Regions from separate parts of the Hordeum vulgare genome. Here regions 1 and 2 are each linked to region 3. A link is a contact called in public Hi-C data. All regions are on one chromosome and are shown on one strand. Each heading gives the region's core, a stretch centred on a gene start, on an enhancer-like site or on the middle of the called end of the contact. The rest is flanking DNA. Distances are from core to core; before and after follow the strand shown.

Evidence for each region. A called contact is a pair of places that touch in the nucleus more often than the background predicts.
Region 1: a Hi-C map of leaf shows a contact between it and region 3, with 4 times the contacts expected there. The contact joins the promoter of LOC123426729 here to the promoter of LOC123426728 in region 3. A contact is called at or near these places in 3 of 6 Hi-C or Micro-C datasets (leaf and seedling) and 1 of 1 datasets of contacts at active chromatin or transcription factors (embryo).
Region 2: a contact with region 3 is called in a Hi-C map of seedling, with 6 times the contacts expected there. The contact joins the enhancer-like site here to the promoter of LOC123426728 in region 3. A contact is called at or near these places in 3 of 6 Hi-C or Micro-C datasets (leaf and seedling) and 1 of 1 datasets of contacts at active chromatin or transcription factors (embryo).

What each region holds. Positions count from the first base shown.
Region 1 is chr2H:476,069,248-476,073,364 of MorexV3_pseudomolecules_assembly, reverse strand. It overlaps LOC123426729 (probable serine/threonine-protein kinase At1g01540), which reads right to left and starts at 2,652. Exons shown (of 7, transcript XM_045110603.1): 1 at 1,080-2,652; 2 at 652-756; 3 at 440-562; 4 at 190-360; 5 at 1-110. The coding sequence starts at 1,714.
Region 2 is chr2H:475,753,681-475,757,707 of MorexV3_pseudomolecules_assembly, reverse strand. No RefSeq gene overlaps it. Among protein-coding and RNA genes, the nearest start is that of LOC123426726, 17 kb to the right of the region's middle. Within about 2 kb of position 2,732, at least 3 of the 3 cell types and tissues checked have open chromatin away from gene starts, as enhancers often do. A contact at or near this core is called in leaf and seedling, where this site is marked.
Region 3 is chr2H:475,924,695-475,928,910 of MorexV3_pseudomolecules_assembly, reverse strand. It overlaps LOC123426728 (nicotinate phosphoribosyltransferase 2-like), which reads right to left and starts at 1,623. Exons shown (of 15, transcript XM_045110602.1): 1 at 1,285-1,623. The coding sequence starts at 1,460.

The DNA.
Region 1 (4,117 bases), core at 1,403-3,902, 140 kb before region 3:
AATCTACTGGTACCCTACCAGATATTATTTCCATAATAAGAATCCCAAAACTATAGACATCACTAGTTTCATTCAGCATGCCGGTGCCTGCATACTCTGGAGCAACATACCTGCAATAACAAGAGATACATAAGCAACTATGTTCATGTTTATCTTACGTGGCGATGTTTTCATAAGTATCATACTTACCCAAATGTCCCCATGACCCTGGTCGTGACATAACTCCTCTCGGAGCCCAAAAGCTTTGCTAGCCCAAAATCAGAAAGCTTAGCGTTCCAATGCTTGTCAAGTAGGATATTGCTTGACTTGACATCACGGTGAACCACCTTTGGCTCAAGTCCCTCGTGCAAATACATTAAACTGCACAACTAGGTAACTGTGTAAGTATTAAGTAGTGGCAAATATACTTTTAGATCATCAGTAACTCACATGCACTTACCCTTTTGCTGATCCGAGAATAATCTTCATTCTTATGTCCCATGTAAGAGGGCTCACAGGACCAACATCACCATGAATCCATTGCTCCAAAGTTCCATTATTGACAAACTCATACACAAGCATCCTGAAAATAATTCATATACAACACATTTTATGTTACAAGGCACCTCATTTGTGGAATACAGCAGCTCAACTTATCACTCAAGGATGTACCTTTGGTTGCCCTCAGCACAGTATCCAAGCAGCCGCACGAGGTTCTTGTGCCGCACCCGCCCGATTGCTTCGACCTCAACCTTGAATTCCCTCTCAGCCTGCCCCCTAACAAACCAAGTATATTACTAAATTCAGCAACACAAAAACCACACGTTACACAAATCACACATTTCAGCCTCTCAAATGGCAGCTTCCACGCTAAGCATGCTAACCAGAAGGAAATGGTAGACTTGGATAATGACTTGTCATTTTTTTTATCAGGTTCTTGCACATTGTCACCATCTGAATTGTCAATATCTCAAGTCAGTTTCAGTGACCCCGTGCACCCATCAAATTATACATCTTGCTTAAACTCAAATCAATTATACGCCAATCAGAAACAAGGTCCTAAATTTGGCTATACTTGAGTTCACGGGAAGCGCTGTTACCTGTTATTCAGCAAATTCTTGACGGCGACCTGTGTGCCGTCCTCGAGAATGCCGTGGTATACGATGCCGTAGCCGCCCTCGCCAATCACCTTCTCGTCGGCGAACATTGCCGTGGCAGCCTCGAGCTCCTTGAGAGTGTACCAGTGGCCCCACCCCAGGTGTGAGACCTCGGGCACACCCGGCTCCGAGCCACCTCCGCGGCTCTCGCCGCTGGCCCCGCGCGACGACGGGCCCCCGCTACGCTGATGGTGGGGCGGCGGCTGCTCCGGGAACGTGATGCGGTGCTCCTTACCGGTCTCGATCTGGATGGACTCCTGCGGGGACGCCTGGAGAATCTGAGCGAGCGGCACCTTGGGCGCGGCGGCGGGGGCCCCCGCCGCCGCGCCGCGAGAGGGCACCTCTTGGATGTCCTTGGGCGGTTTGGTGGGGTTCTTGGGATGGGCACTGGGCGCGACGGTGGCGAGGTGGAGGACGGGGGCGGCGGGGGCGCGGCGTCGGCGGCGACGGCGGTTGGCGAGAAGGCAGAGGAGGGAGAGGAGGACGAGGAGGAGCACGAAGGCGGCGCCGACGCCGATGCCAACGAGCTCCCAGAGGTGGAGGCCGAAGACGACGGTGCTCTGGTCCGAGTCCGACATCGGACCGCGGCGGCAAAGCTCGCTCGCTGGCTCAACCAGGAATGGCGGATCTCCGCAACCACTCTGGTCTGGCTTTCGAGCAGAATTCGGTGCTAAAGAAAGATCGGGTTTGGAACAGAGCAGCCAGCTAAAGCTTGGGTTCGTGCAGAGAATTGGGCGCAGAAAGCAAGGCTGGATTCCCGCAGAGAATGAATGAATGGGCGGGCAATCCAGGCGGCCAAGATTGGGTTTCGCAGAGGATGTTGCAGTGGGAAACGCTGGGGCTTTTGGGGGGAGGAGGGGAATTTAGGACAGGATGGAGTGACGAAGAAGGGTGGATTCGAGGGGCGGCAGGGCCCAAGACGGTGGATTTGGGAGCAATGTGGAAGCAGAGACCAAAGATTAGACGATTGTTTGGGGGGTGAAGGGTGCGGGATGGTTAATTTGTTCTTGATAAAAGATTGGATTGTGGTTGGGAGGAGGGTTTGGGGGAGGGGGAGGGTGGTTGGTGGTGATCTTTAGAGTAACAACAAATCAACGAGGGAATGGAGAGCGAAGGATCAATTATTAGGAGCGGTACTCCCTACTGCTCTCCTACAGACGGTGTGGAAAGAGATGAGTGAGGACTGATGGGTTGCAGGAGGGAAGGAGCGCCAGTGCCAGTGGCTAGTGGGAGGCCGGGAGCTGGGAGCGAGTGGTGACAGGGTGTGCGTGGCTGCTTTTTCTTTGCTTTGGCAATTGCATGCATGGAGGATTAGATTAGGCAAGTCAAGGGTCAAGACCTAATAAAATAAGCAGATCAGGTCAGAAGAGAAGAGGAGCATGGATGGATTGGAGGGTAGGAGAATGATATTTTGGGGGTCCTGGAAAAGGGGGAGGAGCTGGAGAGTGAAGCTGGTGCGAGCTGTCACGCAGGATTGGATTGAAACTGAACCATGAGGGAGAAGAGAACGTCCAATTGGTTGCACTGTATAGGATCTGGGTTTCTTTTCTATATTGTTTCTTACTGTTCATTGGTTTGGAGGCACGCTTCCTTTTCTATTTTTCACGTGATTTTCTCGATTTCACAATACAATTGGCGTCCGATCGGGTTTCTTTTCTATATTGTTTCTTACTGTTGATTGGTTTGGAATGGCTTATCACGACTTGCCGCACGCTTCCTTTTTTATTTTTCATGTGATTTTCGTGATTTCATGAAAAATTGCCGTCCGCTAAGATCAATCTTTTAGGGGTTTGATATTCATCACACATGTGGTATATTTGATATCCGTCCACATATTATGCGTGACATCACGCAAAATATAACATATGAAGATCAATGCGTGTGGGCAAAGTGCAGATATACGACACGTGTTAACGTTATCATATGGGTTCTTTTATTGCAGAGCAATTTGTCAAGATGGGACGACACGGCTTCTCGTGGTTTCATTGATAGAGGTGAGGAAAACTTGACTGGTGTGGGTGTGGGGAGGGTTTTTAGCTTTGACCGTTGGTCGGATTAGATAGCTACCTCGATGTATGCAGGGAACAAATTTTATCCATCCGGGCAGGGGTCTTTTTTCTTCAATTGTTGCTTGAATTAGATAGCTACCCCATCGAATGTAGGAACAACGTGGTTTGACGTGGGGTCGCAACCAAAGGTGAGGTAAGGATGGGATGAAAGTTGGGAGGCCAAAGGATGAAGAATCCGGGTGAAACAAGACGTCACACAAATGTTCCGAGTGATCTCTTTTGTATGCTCGTTCAAGTAGATTGAAATGTACTTCTTTATTTCATCAAAACATCTACTCTACATGCATGCAGTTTTTGTGCATTTCATAGTCTTCTATTTTGTGAAAATATGTCTAGTAAATTTCTGCATATTTCCTATTCGTGTGTTTTTCCTGTTTCCCATTAATGTTCCTCATCCATGTGCTCAAAGCAATGTTTGCATACACATATATGAATTTGTCGCGCAATAGCGTAATTCATGCTTTCCACTTTGACAGGTGGCTTGATGACTGAAACACATTATTCTGGATGAACGGTGGTTTCATGGTTTAAGCGTAACTCTAACAAAGTCGTTGTATCGGCAACCTCTACAATGGGCTGGAGTCTCCTTCACAAGACTTTGTTGGTTGCGAAGAGTTTGTACAAACTCAGAGTCACCATATTTGTGCAGCCTCCATAATTGTCTCTCATATTCTCTTATATTTGTGCATATACACTCTTGATTCTCAAGCTCACGTGATTTAATCCTTCGCCATTCAGCAAGATTTCAAACCATACCACATTCTTCAAGAATCAAATTAAATATAAACATAACATGAAGTTCAATCAAAAGCTATCATCTTTGGCTCAAAATGTGTGAAGAAAAGATGAAGGATCATGAAGAAATTCACATGGCATATACAAATCACATGTCGACGACAAAGCTACCTTCTC
Region 2 (4,027 bases), core at 1,483-3,982, 170 kb after region 3:
GACATCAATGAGACATATATGTAAATGGACTAGAACGATGAGTAGAATCACGTGAACCACTTTGTTTTGCCGTTTAACAAACATAAAGATATGATTAGGGAAAATCTGGACAGATTACAAAGTTAACGTGTGGGGTTAGTTCGGAGATGCTATATGTCGTTTCCGGCCTCATTTAAAATGACTAGATAGGTAGATTATTTGTGCTTCACCCCTTGCCATGTAAAAACATTTTAATATTGAACTAAATAATTAAATGTGGAGTTTCATCAATATGCAACTCATTGCATATTGAGCTTCACTTAATGTGTAGTGTTTGTGTGATGTGAATTGACATGCCATGCCTTGCATAATTTAACTGTTCATGCATCATATTAGGGTGTGCATCATGTCGTGCATGTGCTGTGGTGAATATCGTGTGTTGGTTCTTGTTTCCGGTTTGTTTCCGGTTTGTTTCATCTCGATAGTGTTCTGCAAGCGTGTCGGAATGTGAGGATCCGTTCGACTACGTCGGTTCGTGTGCTTCACGAAGTCGTTCTTCTTCCAAGCGGGATCACAGGCAAGATGATCATTTCCCTAGATACCATTACTATCATTGCCATGCTAGTTTTCTCGCTTCTTTCGATATGTCTCGTTGCCTACCACCTGTTAAATATTAGCCTCTCGACATTGCCATGAAACCTTCAACCTTCTATAACCTAGCAAACCACTGATTGGCTATGTTACCGCTTGCTTAACCAATGGATAGTGTTGCTAGTTGCAGGTGAAGTTGCTTCCATATGATAACATGGGTTCCTTGTTATATCACCTTATTAATGTTATTTAATTTAATGCACCTATATATTTGGTAAAAGGTGGAAGGCTCGGCCTTCTAGCCTGGTGCTTTGTTTCACCTTTGCCGCCTTAGTTTTGGCTACCGGTGTTATGTTCCATAAATGAGCGCTCCTAACATGCTTGGGGTTGTTATGAGGACCCCCTAGATTTTTGTTTTGGGATAAAGTTCGTCTGGCAAGGCCCAACATTGATACTATATTTGCCCAACATAATTCTGATAATACTGAAAACATAGGGTGTCATGAACCCGAGGAGTAATTCAACATAATATAGGGGGGCAGTGCTGTTGGTGTTGGTCGAAACTAGAGCCGTTTGCGGGTCCAACCCGGGGCAACTTGGAAGATTTCTATCAGGCCACCGTGTGTTGTGCTTATCCATCGTGTCTTGAGAACGAGATATGCGGCTCCTATCGGGATCGTCCACACGCTGGACGGCCTTGTTGGACTTGTTTTACCTTTCTCGAGCATCTTGTGCACCGGGATTCCGATGATGCTTTGGGCTATCTCAGAGTTCAGGTTTTCCACTAAGGGATCTGAGGAGATGACGAGATTCATGGTCGAGGGTTTCTATGCAACGTGTGGCATTTTGTGATGTACTAGTTGAAGCACCCCTGCAGGATTAAATCTTTCGGAAAGTCGTGCCCGCGGTTATGTGGTAACGGGGAAACTTTGTTTAACATTCGGTTCTAGATAGCTTGACGTTAACTTAATTAAAACTTGTCAACTGAGTGCGTAACCGTGACTGTCTCTTTCGTGAACTCATTCTCCGATCGAAGGCACGGTGGGGTTATGTCTAACGTAAGTAATTCACGTTCGATTATGCATAGATCTTCCCCCTCTTATTTTTGTACTCATAAGTTAGCCACCTCATATAAATGCTTAGTCGCTTGCTGCAGCCTCACCACTTAACCTTACCTCACCCATTAATTTTTGCTAGTCTTGATACCTTTGGAAATGAGATTGTTGAGTCCCCTGTGGCTCATAGATTACTACAACACCAGTTGCAGATACATGTCAAGAGTTACTTTGACGTGAGCACACTGATTGTGCTATTTGGAGTTTCTTCTTCTTCATCATCGATTTAGGATGGGTTTCAGGCCGGCAGACTGGGATAGCAAGGATGGACGTCGTTCTTTTATCGTTTTGTTTTTGTTTTCGTTCGTAGACGGACCCTGCTCTTCTTCAGGATGATTGATTATGTTGTTGTATTAGTATGACTCCGATGTAGCTTGTGGCGAATGTAAGCCAATTCCTTATACTCATCTTTTCAGTACATGTACTTGTAACAATATCCATTCTTGCAAAACGAGAAGATGTGTTTCTATCCCTGTCGAGGCGCTCGCGCCAAAATAACGATAGGACTGCATCTTGGACGTTACATTAAATAACCACACACCAGCCCAGTCTTATCATAAAAAATCTGACAAAACTTACCAAAATTCGTGCAATTACAAACGGACGCCGATCCATGCGTGTGGTCTAGCCGCAAACGTCCAAACGTATGGGCGTTATATTTTCTCAAAATTAATTATTTAAAACATGACTGATCAGTGTTCGTGGACGCGCCCGGATGCACCTGCCGGCGTTGGAGGGTCCGGATTTGAGGGATCGGTGTAGACGCTCTAATAGTGCTTTGGGCTTTGCTACAGCCCCGGTCTCCAATGGCTGTGAAGCCGGGGAATATACGTATTCCTTAATTCTGGTGTATATATATGTGATGAGACATCTCCATCCGCATGTTTATCCATTAGAAAACTAATGCACCATCGACCATGTCATAGTCAAAAGCAAATCCTCCAAATCCAACCACAGCAACAAGGGTAGCTTTCATGGTCTCCTCACTGCTCCCCCATCATTACCCCCTCTTGAATTTTTCTAAGTGCGGAGAGGCACAAACGAAATTAGCAATCCGTGATGGGCCACGGTACAAAATTCATCGCGAGTGGCCAGCCTGCTAGCCACCCTTCCTTGTGGTACAACATGTACAGCTTGATGATAGGATGTGGGTAGTACATGCTGCGACATCATCCAACAGATACATTTTGTGAGGAACCTGTTTGCAGGCGCTTTGCTAGCTCCAAGGATCCATCAGGAGCGTGACGTGAAAACGAGTTGTACGTCAGTACTGGACAAACATGTGCCTGTCTCCACATTATTATGGGCCTCTTATTATGGTCTGTGAAACATCTGGCTGCGACAGCGCGCGTATCAAGGTCGGAATATGCAACTTGAGGCGCCGTACATCACAATGCTGTCCTTGACCTTGTTTTCTCGGAAGAGACAGAATGACACCACACCACAACACAACACTGGCACAGGGTTAAGAGTGATCATATTTCTCTCCGCTACAGAGAATGTGGGCGATGGTTTTCTGAAAGTTCTCCCTTTTCATGCACCGAATATGCCACTTTATGGGTCCTTCACCTTTTCTCGCCTTCTTTCTGCATGTGAGATCACCTTCAACTTTTGGCAAAAACTAATGTGCTCGTGCGGAAACCACGTTCGATGCTTTTTTTAGGCAGCATGTTGGATACTAAGCAATTCCAATCACTTTCTTTCCAAAAGCAACTAGTTAGGACATGTACAACCCATAGCCTTAGAATGATGCCTCGTATGTCATGTAAAATCGAATGTTAGAAAAAATAGGTTTGATTAAAGGAAACAATATTTTTTACGAGAGGCGGGTGTTTAAAAAAAATATAGTCCGATGCAAAAAACTAAAAAAAAATAGAATGAAAAATAGAGTTGCATTTGTAATAGTCTTTATTTCTATTCTTTGATAAGGTCCATCAATAGTAACTTGTATTGGAGAAAATAAATCAATATAGATGTCTCAAGTTACTTTTTGTCATAGAGCATCTGTATCCTTATGTCATCATTGTACATGCCCTTAGCGAGCACTCCTTCAAAAGCCTCCCAACAATCACTCTCACGCGTCGTCACTTAACAAGTTCTCATTCGTCGTCACGTGTCGTACTTTGCGTTTTCTTGAATTTTTTTCCGCACGAGTTTTCAGATTTTTAGATCTTTTTGGGGGGTTATTTTTATGTTTCAATTTTTTATCGGTCTTTTTAGCTTTTTGAAGAAAAATAAGTAATTTTATTTTTGCAAGAAAAACGTGTTTTTTGGTTTTTTTGCGAAATGCATGGTATTCTTTCGCGAGAGGCATGTAAGTGCCTATCGAAAACAAAAAACAT
Region 3 (4,216 bases), core at 374-2,873:
CATAGACTTTTCTCTTCTTGTAACTTCCCCAGGTCCGAAAACAGTCACTTTCCCCTTTAAAAAAAATGAAAATTGGCATAACATACCACCGCCTCCCCCACCCCCCACCCCTCTCGCAAGAATAGTTAAATATATGAAACCCAAGAACCAATAGTCTCTTTTGTTGACTCAAGTAAGTAGCAAAGTTCATTGTTCATTCAAGCACGTCACATCATTAATGTCCACATCCATTTGTTTCCTCTGCACAAGGAGTATTATACCACCATTTAGAATACACTTCATGTTCACACTGAAAATTCTAATTCATTCAACCATGTGACATCATTCAAATGTCCACATCTATTTGTTTCCTCTCCACCCGGAGTAAATCATATCACCAATTAGAAAATATTGATTAACACTGCAAGTTCTAGAGAACCCACAATGACATAATAAATTGATGTACCTATATGCTAGAATCCACACATGAGGTGCCACATACTAAAACAACAATGGAGGGGGGGGGGGAACCTAATAGAAAGGCCAGTCCAATTTTGTTAACACAAGAACATCTGGACCCACATGAAAGCAATGGCAAGCCCATCAATAAACGATGGTTGCACTCACAATTTTGACATAAAGGGATTAACTAAACAATGCACATTCAGAAGGGCTTTCCAAAGTACTGCATAGCAGAACAATCAAGAAGCAAGCAAAAAATGCCACTTCAGTTATTTATTTTATTTTAAAAAGAAAAAGAGGATAGCCCCGGCCTACGCAGCCACACATATAACAAGAATAACAAAAATAAATATTCGCAAAAGATATATTAAGACCAGCATACAACATTTTTGTTTTGTTTCAGTTATTACTGACAAGGAAGATGATCAAAACTACAGGCAAGAGGGAACCAAAGACAGAGTATCAGTTAGCCAACTACGCAACTACCAGGTAATAAACCATCAAAGCGCAAAGCTGCGGCCGTCTTACCCAATAACGTAGAGGGCACGAAAAAGATGCCAGACCACAGCAATGACAGAATTGCACGAGAACAAAAACCAAACTACCGCATAGATTGAAACCAAACTATTCGCCACGGCAACGAGAGAATTGCAGCAACAGTCCAAGTATCTCCCAAAAAATCAGACCTCTCGCCAATTCATTCCCCCGAACATAACCCGGACGGAACCAACCAACTCACCAGCTGGCACCAGATCACACCACCCGTCGATCCAATCCAATCGGCACGACCGAACCAGAGATACGCGAAGCGGAGGACACGAGGCAGAGGCGAGGGGTGCTTACACGGCGTGGTCGGCGTGCTTGCCGGCCTTCCAGTAGGCGTAGGCCATGGAGAACTGGTACTGATCGGTGAGCAGCGCCGTGGCCATGGGGTTCGTGGGCGGCCCCACCTGCGCCCTCGCCGCCGCCGCCAGCGAACCATTGGCGCCGGCGCCCACGCTAGGCGCCGTCGCCTCCATACTTGGGCTCTGGAACGCGAGAGCTTCCGCTAGGGTTCTCTGGGCTGAGGCGTGTGAAGCTTCAAGGGGAGGAAGGGGAGGCGGGAGGAGGACAATTGGAGGCCGGGAGGGGAAGGAGGAGGAGGAGGAGGAGACGCCAGGGGCCGATTTGGAATTTGGAAGTTTGGCTGGAAGCAGGCAAGGTATTTATAATAGGGGTGATAAGTTTCATAGGTGTACCACTGAAAGTTGGTAATGTCACATGGTGCCCTCGCATGCTTATGTTTTTTAATCACATTTGATGATTTGTAAAAGGATGCTTACAATATGCTGGATTGTCAATACGCTTCCTTAGCTTACTATAGACTGTTTCTTAATGTCGACAGAAACAAAAAAAAAATTCACTGAACAAACATCCTTAAAAAGGCTGAAATAAATTTAAAAAAATGTAGGCATCAATGTCTACATTTGATGATTTCTAAAAAGACGCTTACAATATGCTTGGATTGTCAATACGCTTCCTTAGCTTACTATAGATTGTTTCTTAATGTCGACCGAAACATCTTCTCTTAGTGAACGAACATCGTCAGAAAGATCGAAATAAATTAAGAAAAATACGGGCACCAATGTCATAACTAGGACCTTAAACTTTAATAGGTTGGTTCCACCATACGAAACTAACCATCCAAGCTATGTTGCTCCTTCACATTTTATTATTCCCAGGTTGATTTCGACGGATTTAGATCACTCGTGCTAACAAAAAATTATTTCAAAGGAGACTGAGAAAAATCAAGTCAATAGTGTTTTCGATAAATTTCAAGCATAGGAATTTTGGTCGTACCATTATACATGCACGAAAAGAAAGTACATCGCAAGTAATTAGGACGGATCATCTTCCACTCTTCTTACGTGTTGCTTTCACCTTTGAACTTTCATTTGGCATTGTCATTGTCAATGTATTACCCAAAAGATCTCAATCAATTTCGTAGCTCTCACAAACTATGGCACTTGATCATTTTGAAGCTCCTTGTATTTTTCCTACGAGTCTGGTCTATAACAACGTTTTGATCACCAACTAAAGAAAAAAGTGTCTTGATCCTGGGAAATTTCATCCAGAGACAAATAACGCAATAATATACTTCCTCTGTTCCAAAAATTTTGTCCGAGGTTTGTCCAGAAATGGATTTATCTAAATACTAAAATATGAGTATATACATTCATATATAGACAAAAAATTTAAGACAAAGGGAGTACCATCTTGGACTGAAATGGAATTCTCCTGTAACTATAGGGCAAAAGTAGAAGTCGCCCCCCAGCACATTCTGTTTTTGGCCGGATTACTCCACGCATGCCTTTTTGGACGCAATCTGGAGAGCCTTTCTCGCTGCTCTCTTGCGATGCAAAGTATACTCGCCGGAAGGCTACTCCTGCATGACAGTGGGCCTTGGAATTACATGATCCCAGCGGCAGCGAGAGGCTTGTTTGGGCCACGGATGGGCATGACGACATGTGGCGGTTGGTGAGTGGCGGCTCTGTTTTTGATTCGTTTCTTCCTTTTTGTTCTGTAATGGAAGCACGGGCCCGTTTGTTGTGGAGACAGGCGTGGCATGCGGGAATCTTCCGGGATCCCGTCGCCGGACTCTGATCTCATGTGGCCGCCGCCGCCGGCGACGGGACCCTGGTTAGTGGCAGAGGAAAATTCGTAGGCACAGGCGACGGCGCATATGATAATCGTTGTTAAATCGAAAGGCCGTGCCAACGTAGCCAGTCGTTTCTACTTTTTTTTTTTGGATTTAGGAAAGAGTAGTCAGTCGTTGTTGTTCTCGAAGGCTGGCTACACATACACAAAAGAGACATTGCAACCTACTCCCTCCGTTCTTAAATATAAGTCTTTTAAGATATTTCATTAGGAGTCTACATACGAATCAAAATAAGTGAATTTATACTCTAAAATATGTCTATATACATCCGTATGTAGTTCACTAGTGAAACTTTTTTAAAGACTAACGGAGGAAGTATGACCGGACGACGGGACCGGGAAGGCAGGAAATGTGGCCTTGCGAGCAGAGCACATGTATGGTTGGATGCGGAGAAATCTGCGACCATTTAAAATCCAATCAAAAAGGTGGGTTTGGGACGCTATGTTGTGAGCTCCGTTGTCCGTTCCAAACTACTCCCATCCATGCCTACATTTGTATATCTATATAAATATAAGACAACTAATATGGATCGAAGATGTAAGAGCATCTATAACCAGACCCTTTAAATTCTGATCAAACGTTCGGAATGGTCGTTCGGTCACTATCCGATCATAAAAATTCGATTCAGATGGACCTCTCAAACCGGCCACAAACGTCCGGGCTGACCAGCACCCCATTTTCTTCTCAAATATGAGACGGAAATGAGGGAGCCCGGGCACGCCCGTCACATCGGACCCGATAGCCCGACCCTACCTTAAATTGCATCAAATCCCCCAAACCCTTCCTCCTCCTTTCGTCGCCCGACCCCTCGCCGTCCGGCACCCTTGCTCTCCATTCTCATCACCTGTCTCGATCCGCCGTCATGATGTATTCCACCCCGTCCCCGATCGCCGCCTCAGAGACGTTGTCCGCCTTGTCCGTCGACAGTCCTTCCTCCGCTTCGTCTTGCAAGCCGGAGAACATTGCCCGTAAGTTGCGCCGTCGCCGACAGCGACAGAGGGAATTGGTCGCACAGGTACATGCGGGCATCGTCGATGAGATGTCTCCCCCGGCGTGTCGGGCTCCCCTCGCCCCATC